2 separate regions of the Zea mays genome follow, and region 1 is linked to region 2. Evidence: chromatin contacts called from public Hi-C data. All regions are on one chromosome and are shown on one strand. Each heading gives the region's core, a stretch centred on a gene start, on an enhancer-like site or on the middle of the called end of the contact. The rest is flanking DNA. Distances are from core to core; before and after follow the strand shown.

What was found. Hi-C and Micro-C count contacts between places; a contact is called where the count stands out from the background.
Region 1: a Hi-C map of leaf shows a contact between it and region 2, with 10 times the contacts expected there. The contact joins the promoter of LOC100194077 here to the promoter of LOC100283135 in region 2. A contact is called at or near these places in 4 of 25 Hi-C or Micro-C datasets (ear, leaf and tassel).

The regions. Positions count from the first base shown.
Region 1 is chr5:175,976,284-175,979,771 of Zm-B73-REFERENCE-NAM-5.0, reverse strand. It overlaps LOC100194077, which reads right to left and starts at 1,525. Exons shown (of 18, transcript NM_001359384.1): 1 at 1,316-1,525; 2 at 1-1,212. The coding sequence starts at 1,109.
Region 2 is chr5:175,803,592-175,806,776 of Zm-B73-REFERENCE-NAM-5.0, reverse strand. LOC100283135 reads left to right here and starts at 1,657. Exons shown (of 12, transcript NM_001156037.2): 1 at 1,657-1,874; 2 at 1,985-2,113; 3 at 2,625-2,745; 4 at 3,118-3,185. The coding sequence starts at 1,716.

The DNA of each region.
Region 1 (3,488 bases), core at 276-2,775, 170 kb before region 2:
CGTATGAATACGTGCAATGCTGTCAGCTTTTCGTTTCGTAATTCTCCATCATTAGCATTACTTATAAAATTAGCAGAGCTATTAGCAGCAGCATAACAGGCATTGAGCCCTTGGTCCAAATGGTCAGATCCGCCAACAGCATCAGTTATTAATGCCAGGCCCTCAGCACCAGATGGCAATTTCTCCAAATGATGCTTCCCTGGGTCTGACAAGTCCCCACTGTCATGGGTAAAATCATCATTCCGCATCGCTCTGTCAGCCCCATGGCACGTCCCTGAATCACCAGACATTCCACCAAACTGACCTGCCTTTAGATCTAAAGAAAGATCAATGCTCCCTGGAATGGAAGGAACTGAATCTATATGAGCTGGCCTCGAAACAGCTTCAATATCCGATACCAAACCATTTGGCTGCAGCTCATCGTTAGCAAACGTGATAGATCCTATGCCACGTGGCTCTTGCTCGCTGCCATGGTCCATTGAAACTGACAAACCTTCATAACCACATTTTGCTCCGTTACGAGCAGCCAGTAAATCTTGTACGGTTTCCTTTACTACCTCCACCACGGCACGACAATCACCTCCGTCACCCGTCAAACCCACATGCTCAAACTGGCTCCCTTCTGCCGTTTTATCAAACATGCCATAAAGGCATCCAGCATCCTTGGAACATACCACTTCACTGCAAGGAGGATAAGGTATCGTCTTATTCGACAGCCTGTCATTGACCTCATGACAGGTCTGCAAAGCAGCATTTTCAGCAGACGCCGCAGGAGCCAAACTACCTTCCTTCCGTTCATCCATGTCCATGACCCTCTGCTCTGAACTCGAACCCTTCTCCTGTCCTAGCTGAAACCTTCTTCCTCGATGGGAGGAAGAAGCACAATCGACAGGAGTCACCAATCCAAACGCGAAATTGCTCCCTTCGTCACCAATCTCTGTGGACAATCTAGCTTCCGGAGCATGACATACCTCTACTGCGGCATCCCCCAATCCATGGACCGGTTCAGGGGCGGTGGCAGTAGACAGAGCGACCTCCGCTGGCCCCAAGCGCTGGGCGTCAGCAACACGATCCTCCTCGCCGCGCACGGCCGCGCCAGACTCCTCCATTGCGACAGGAGGTCAGCAGGGTCCCGTACGGGTCTAGAACATCCAATGCCCTCACCGCAGCCTCCGCACCCGATCACGCCGCCGAAGCCGGGCTTACAAAACCCTAGAATTAATCGTAGAACACGGGCAGAAAACTCAATCAGGATTCCGTAAGCAAAGGTACCGCCCAACCCTTAGCAACAGGAAAGTAAGAGACAGGCGCGAACCTCGGTGACCCGCGTGGCGGCGAATGCCTGCTGCGTTGCAGTCGTCGGGTCCCGCGCCACCGGCCCCCGTTTCCCTCCGGCGACGGGCGGGACGCGGGAGTCAGGGGCGGCGCCGGGCTAGGACGTGCGGTAGGCGGCGGTCGTCGCCGCGTTGAGGAACGAGGGCGGCGGAGGCGGATAGGGGAAGGGTAGGACAGAGAGAGAGAGAGAGAGAGAGAGAGAGGAGGAGGCGAAGTATATTACTAGTATTTAGGAGATGGAAAGGAAAAAAAATAAATAAACAGGAAAAGGAAGGAGGTGGAGGAGGAAGCGGGGAACAGAAAAGGTTTCGTCTTGTTCCGTTCTCGAGTTGGTGACGCGCAATGGGAGGAGGAAGATGGTGAGATCGCGCTGGCAGACGACGCTGTTGAAACCCGAGCGTATCTGTTTGTTCGAGGAAAAAACGAATCTGTGGGTATATGTGGATTTCAGAGCGCAACAGAACGGAGACAGGCAGTATAGGACTAGAATCGAATTTAAAGGGTGCGGTTGTTTAGGTATATACAAATCTACCCTCTAGTAGATTATATAATTCAGTGTAAATAAAATAAAAGATAAATAAACAACAAAGATTATTATGTTGATTATATAATCTAAATATCTAGATTATAGTAATCTATAAACAGATCATTAGGTGATTATATAATTCGTAAGCTAGATTATATAATCTTAAAAGGAAATAATCAAAACCTTAATACATCGTCTAAAATAGATGTCTTTAAGAAATTAAATGACAAAATCAAGAAGTTAAATAAAAATATATGAATTTTTTTCTAAAGTGTTTGTCTCTATATGACTTTCACATATAATGTTTGTTAATTATATTTATGATGTGAACGATTCTAAATACTCCATTTTATATTATGTGATTTTTTTAGTTGTCCCTTTACTAAAACCTATTTAAGTGACTCGTCCATAAATAAACCGTTTAAACAAAATAATATATACTCCTTTAAAATATAAGTTTCGTGCGTTACGTGTCACATGTGAAGCATGTGGGTCTGTTCCTGTCACGCGCTTCTCGCGTACGGTTGAATCGTGAGAACTCATCCAAGCGCAGCACGACAGGACCACATGTAATGCAACACTCACATATATTACCACCGCGTTAGTTGAAGAAGGACGAGCGAACCGAGTACGCTATAAAAAAGAGAGGTCAGACTTCTTTTCAACCCATACGGTTCTCCAAACTGTTCGTTTAGCTTTAATTTGTAGCGATTTTACTGTTTCTACAGTGTTTTGTCTTTATAGATTGTGGCTGCAGTAGTCCAAAACAGTTGTCTTTAATTCAAAATGAATAGTCTGTATTTTTGGCTAAGATAGAGTGTAATATTTGTTTTATCATTTTCATATGTAAAACATTGTTTATTTAAATAGTGAATTTATTTTTACGTGTATCAAATATAAGCATTATAGTGGTAATGATTAAACGAAGGTAATCGACGGTTTAGCGTTTCGTAGACCGATGTCTAGTGGGAATTTATATTTTGAGTGAAAAGGGTAGGTGTGTGTAAAAGAAATTGGAAAAGGTGAACGGATACACCGCCGTGCGGTAGTTGCAAGTGTCGTAGACCAGGGTGTAGAGAGAGGCGGTTGGTGGCAGTTTATCCTCGCTCGTTCTTGACTTGATCAGCGGTTCACCAACGTCCACGCCAAACCAAACCCTTTGAAAGTTCGAGGTCTAGAACGAGGCCTGTACAATGCTCCTACTAGTAGCCTACTGTATACTGTGGTGCTACTGGAAGGCGTCACGTCCCAGGCTTTATAGTCCTGTTTTACCTAGACTGTATTATTTATAATGTGCAGTATAAATATAGGTATAGAGATAATTAAGCTGATAAAGATAGCCTAAGTTCGGAGCCATAGCCATTCCAACAATTCAGATAAAAAAACTTCAAAATCGTATAGTCTCATCCAAACACTCTAGTATTGGAGGACTTTTAATTTCTTACCGTATACACCAACACGGCAACACCATAGAATCCAGGAAACATCGAAGATATCAGAGATTATTTTTATTCAAAACCTGCATTTTAGAATCTGATCCAAACATCCTCTGAAGCAGTAGGGAAAAGACCCCAACTGATCAAAACCGCCTCATCTTTTTTTTTATTTACGAAGGAAAAACTGTGTC
Region 2 (3,185 bases), core at 408-2,907:
CATAAGGGCAAAACTGAGAAAAAAGCACGACTAAGGGTAAAACTAAGCACACCAACAAAATCGAGGACACCAACTTAAAAAACCTAATATAATTGATACTACCATTGAGCTTCTTAGGTTTGTCCACATCGGTGGACCGGATGTCATGCACTATCAGACATAGGCTACCTTAACAGTCTGTTGCTGCCACATGCGGTATGCCACACGCTATACTGTAGTAGCCGGTTTGGAACGTTACTAGTAGAGTTTTGTACGGCGGTAACCCTATATACTACTTAGACAACAACTCAGCACGCTTTTACTTCTTTTGGAGTAGGAAAGAAATGATAAAGTATACAGTTGTTAATATAGGATTAAGATATGGAGTAAATATGATTGGAGATGATTTTGGTATAAAGTAAAAAAGTTGTTAACTAGAATACAATAATTCTTTTAGAGTAGAAATTTAAAGTTGTATTAGTGTAGATAGCTTAACCTTGGAATTCTTACCCAGGCCATCTTGGTAGTGAGCTGTTTTAGAGGAGAGAATTGAGTTTTGTATGTAGTCAAGCCACACACACAATAAAGATTGTTGTATGCAAGCCTCTCTCCGGTTCCAAATGCAAGTCATTTAGGATAATAACACAATCTCTAATTTGACAATTTGACTTACATCTGTTGCAAAAAATATATCATTGAAATAATGAAAGTTATAGTCGAAGTACTTTCATGATGATTCTAATAACTAGAATTTTAGGAAAATAATTTTAATATTTATATCTTTAGATAGATTTACTATAAAAATATAATATGCTTTATCTACTAATGTTTTTTTAAAATCATACACATTAATATTTTTTATATATTTAGATTTAAAATTTACTGACTACTCGAATGTAGAGATGGCATTGGATACTTAAAACATGGTGGTTTTTTTCTCTATTAATTTTGAGCCAATTTCTCTACCCATGAGTTTGTTATTGGGTTCAAATGGAAAACCAATGGATATGTGGGCATGTGTTTGTTCTTTCACTATCCATACCCGTAAATCCATGGGTTTTAAAAACCCGCCCTAAAATCAACATATCTTATAAATATGTCTCAGAATATTATTAATTGAATATGTTCCAATTAAAATAAACTCTATATAACAAAGTTTAAGATAAAATTATTTATAACCTTTTTCTTTTATCATAGCTTATTAATATATTGACTGTTATTTATATGGTGAATTATTTTTTATATTACTATTAGTGGGTATGGAAAACCCGTTGATTACTCGAAAGCCGCATAGATATAGGTTTGGACAAAATTTTATATGTGTCATAATTATATATTTTTTAACAGGCGTATTTTTTCTTTATAAACTTGAATTTGGTAAGTGATACCCGAGTTAGTTTTTACCCGTTATCATCTCTACTAGAAAGGCGAGAAAGCCGGTATATAGTCACTGTACAGTGTACACATCCGCGAAACGGCTCACTCTTCGAGGACAGCGCCACAGCAGAGAGTCAGAGACCCAGAGACCGTCGTCTTCCGTCGCGGTCCACCAGCACACGCGTCTTCCGGCCATTGGTCGCGCAAGATTAGACTCCAGTCTCGCCGCGCCACACGCGCACGGCCTCACCCAGTCCTCGACTAGCCGACGCCGAGAAGCCCCTCGATGGCGAGGCGAAGGCGCGCAGCAATCCTGCCTCGCTTCCCTCCAAATTCCCAAAGCTCTCGCGCGCGGTGCCATGGCGGAGCGCCTCGCCGCCTCCCTCCTCCCTGCCGCCTCGCCGTCCCCGTCCGCCCGCCGCGCAACGGTCGCAGCCGCAGCCGCCGCCTCTTTCCCCTCCCCATGCTCCGCCCGCGCGGGGCTGCGCCTACGCTCCCGCCCGCCCCTCTTCTCGCAGGTTCCCTTTTAATTTGCTCGCGCCGGTCGATATGAGGTTGTCGCTTACATAAGATCGAATCGAGCTGCTCTGACTGACCTCGTAGTGGTGGTGGGGTTGCGTGCGCGCAGAAGGCGGCCGGGCGCGGGTGTGGCCTGCGGGTGGTGCGGTGCATGGCAGCGTCGGACGCGGTGCAGCTCAAGGCCGCGCGGGAGGACATCAAGGAGCTCCTTAAGAGCACATACTGCCACCCCATCATGGTACACAACAACATACCGTCCTCCTCCCTTTCGAGTCTCGAGGAGCTACCCGTTGGAGGAAGCCGTAGAAGGATTTGTCTACCTTTGTTCTACATAGTGACTTGCTATCAAAATCAGTGTTTCAGTGATACTATATGTTATGTCTATATGACATTGTGCTTGTTTCCCTTGCATTTTACTGGGCTGAGCAGTGGAAATTAGTTCCGTGTACCATTGCACTGGGTTATTTAGTCACTATCCATTTGACTGGTTAGTCGCACTATCTCATCCTGCATCACTGTATGCATTGACTTTATTTAAGTCTTTGTTTGGTTGCCTGTATACTTGAAGCGTGAGCTGCATTAGTGGATGTAAAATAATTTATTTTGAGACTGTTTAACTGCATCTGCTCATATGTCAAAAACTTCGGTTTCTAGCCAGCCTGAATGGCACGAGCCTGGTTATGTACCAACTATGTCCCTGTAGTCATTTTGTGTTTTGTCAATAAGTTAATGCTTTTCACTCTGTTCAGGTCCGTCTGGGGTGGCATGATTCTGGTACCTATGACAAGAATATTAAGGACTGGCCACAGCGAGGTGGAGCTAATGGAAGTTTAAGGTTCGATGCTGAGCTGAGTCATGGAGCCAATGCGGGTATTTCCTACTTTCTTGCTAGTGGTTGCGAATTTCACAGTGGCTTAAAAAAAATCCTCTTGTCTATCCGACACCAAAACATAGGTCTAAGGTCTAGTTTCGGTTGTGTTCGTTCTCACGTGGGCTACAGTACCATTGTGTATGGACATATGTCTCAAACCTAGTTTTGGTCGTGGTCGATCTCTCATGGGTTACGGTTTTACCGCTACGTATGGGTGACAGTCTAAGCCTCTAAGGGTTTTATTGAGAAGATTTTTTCTTAATACAATACACAGGGGTTATCTTAGCCCTCAGGTCATTTTTTTTACAGTCTGAATTTCTTACACTTTCTAGGTCAGTAGTAACTTGTAGATTTTGACTTGATTTTCACAGGCCTGATTAATGCATTGAAGCTTATCCAGCCTATCAAGGACAAATACCCAGGTATCACTTATGCAGAT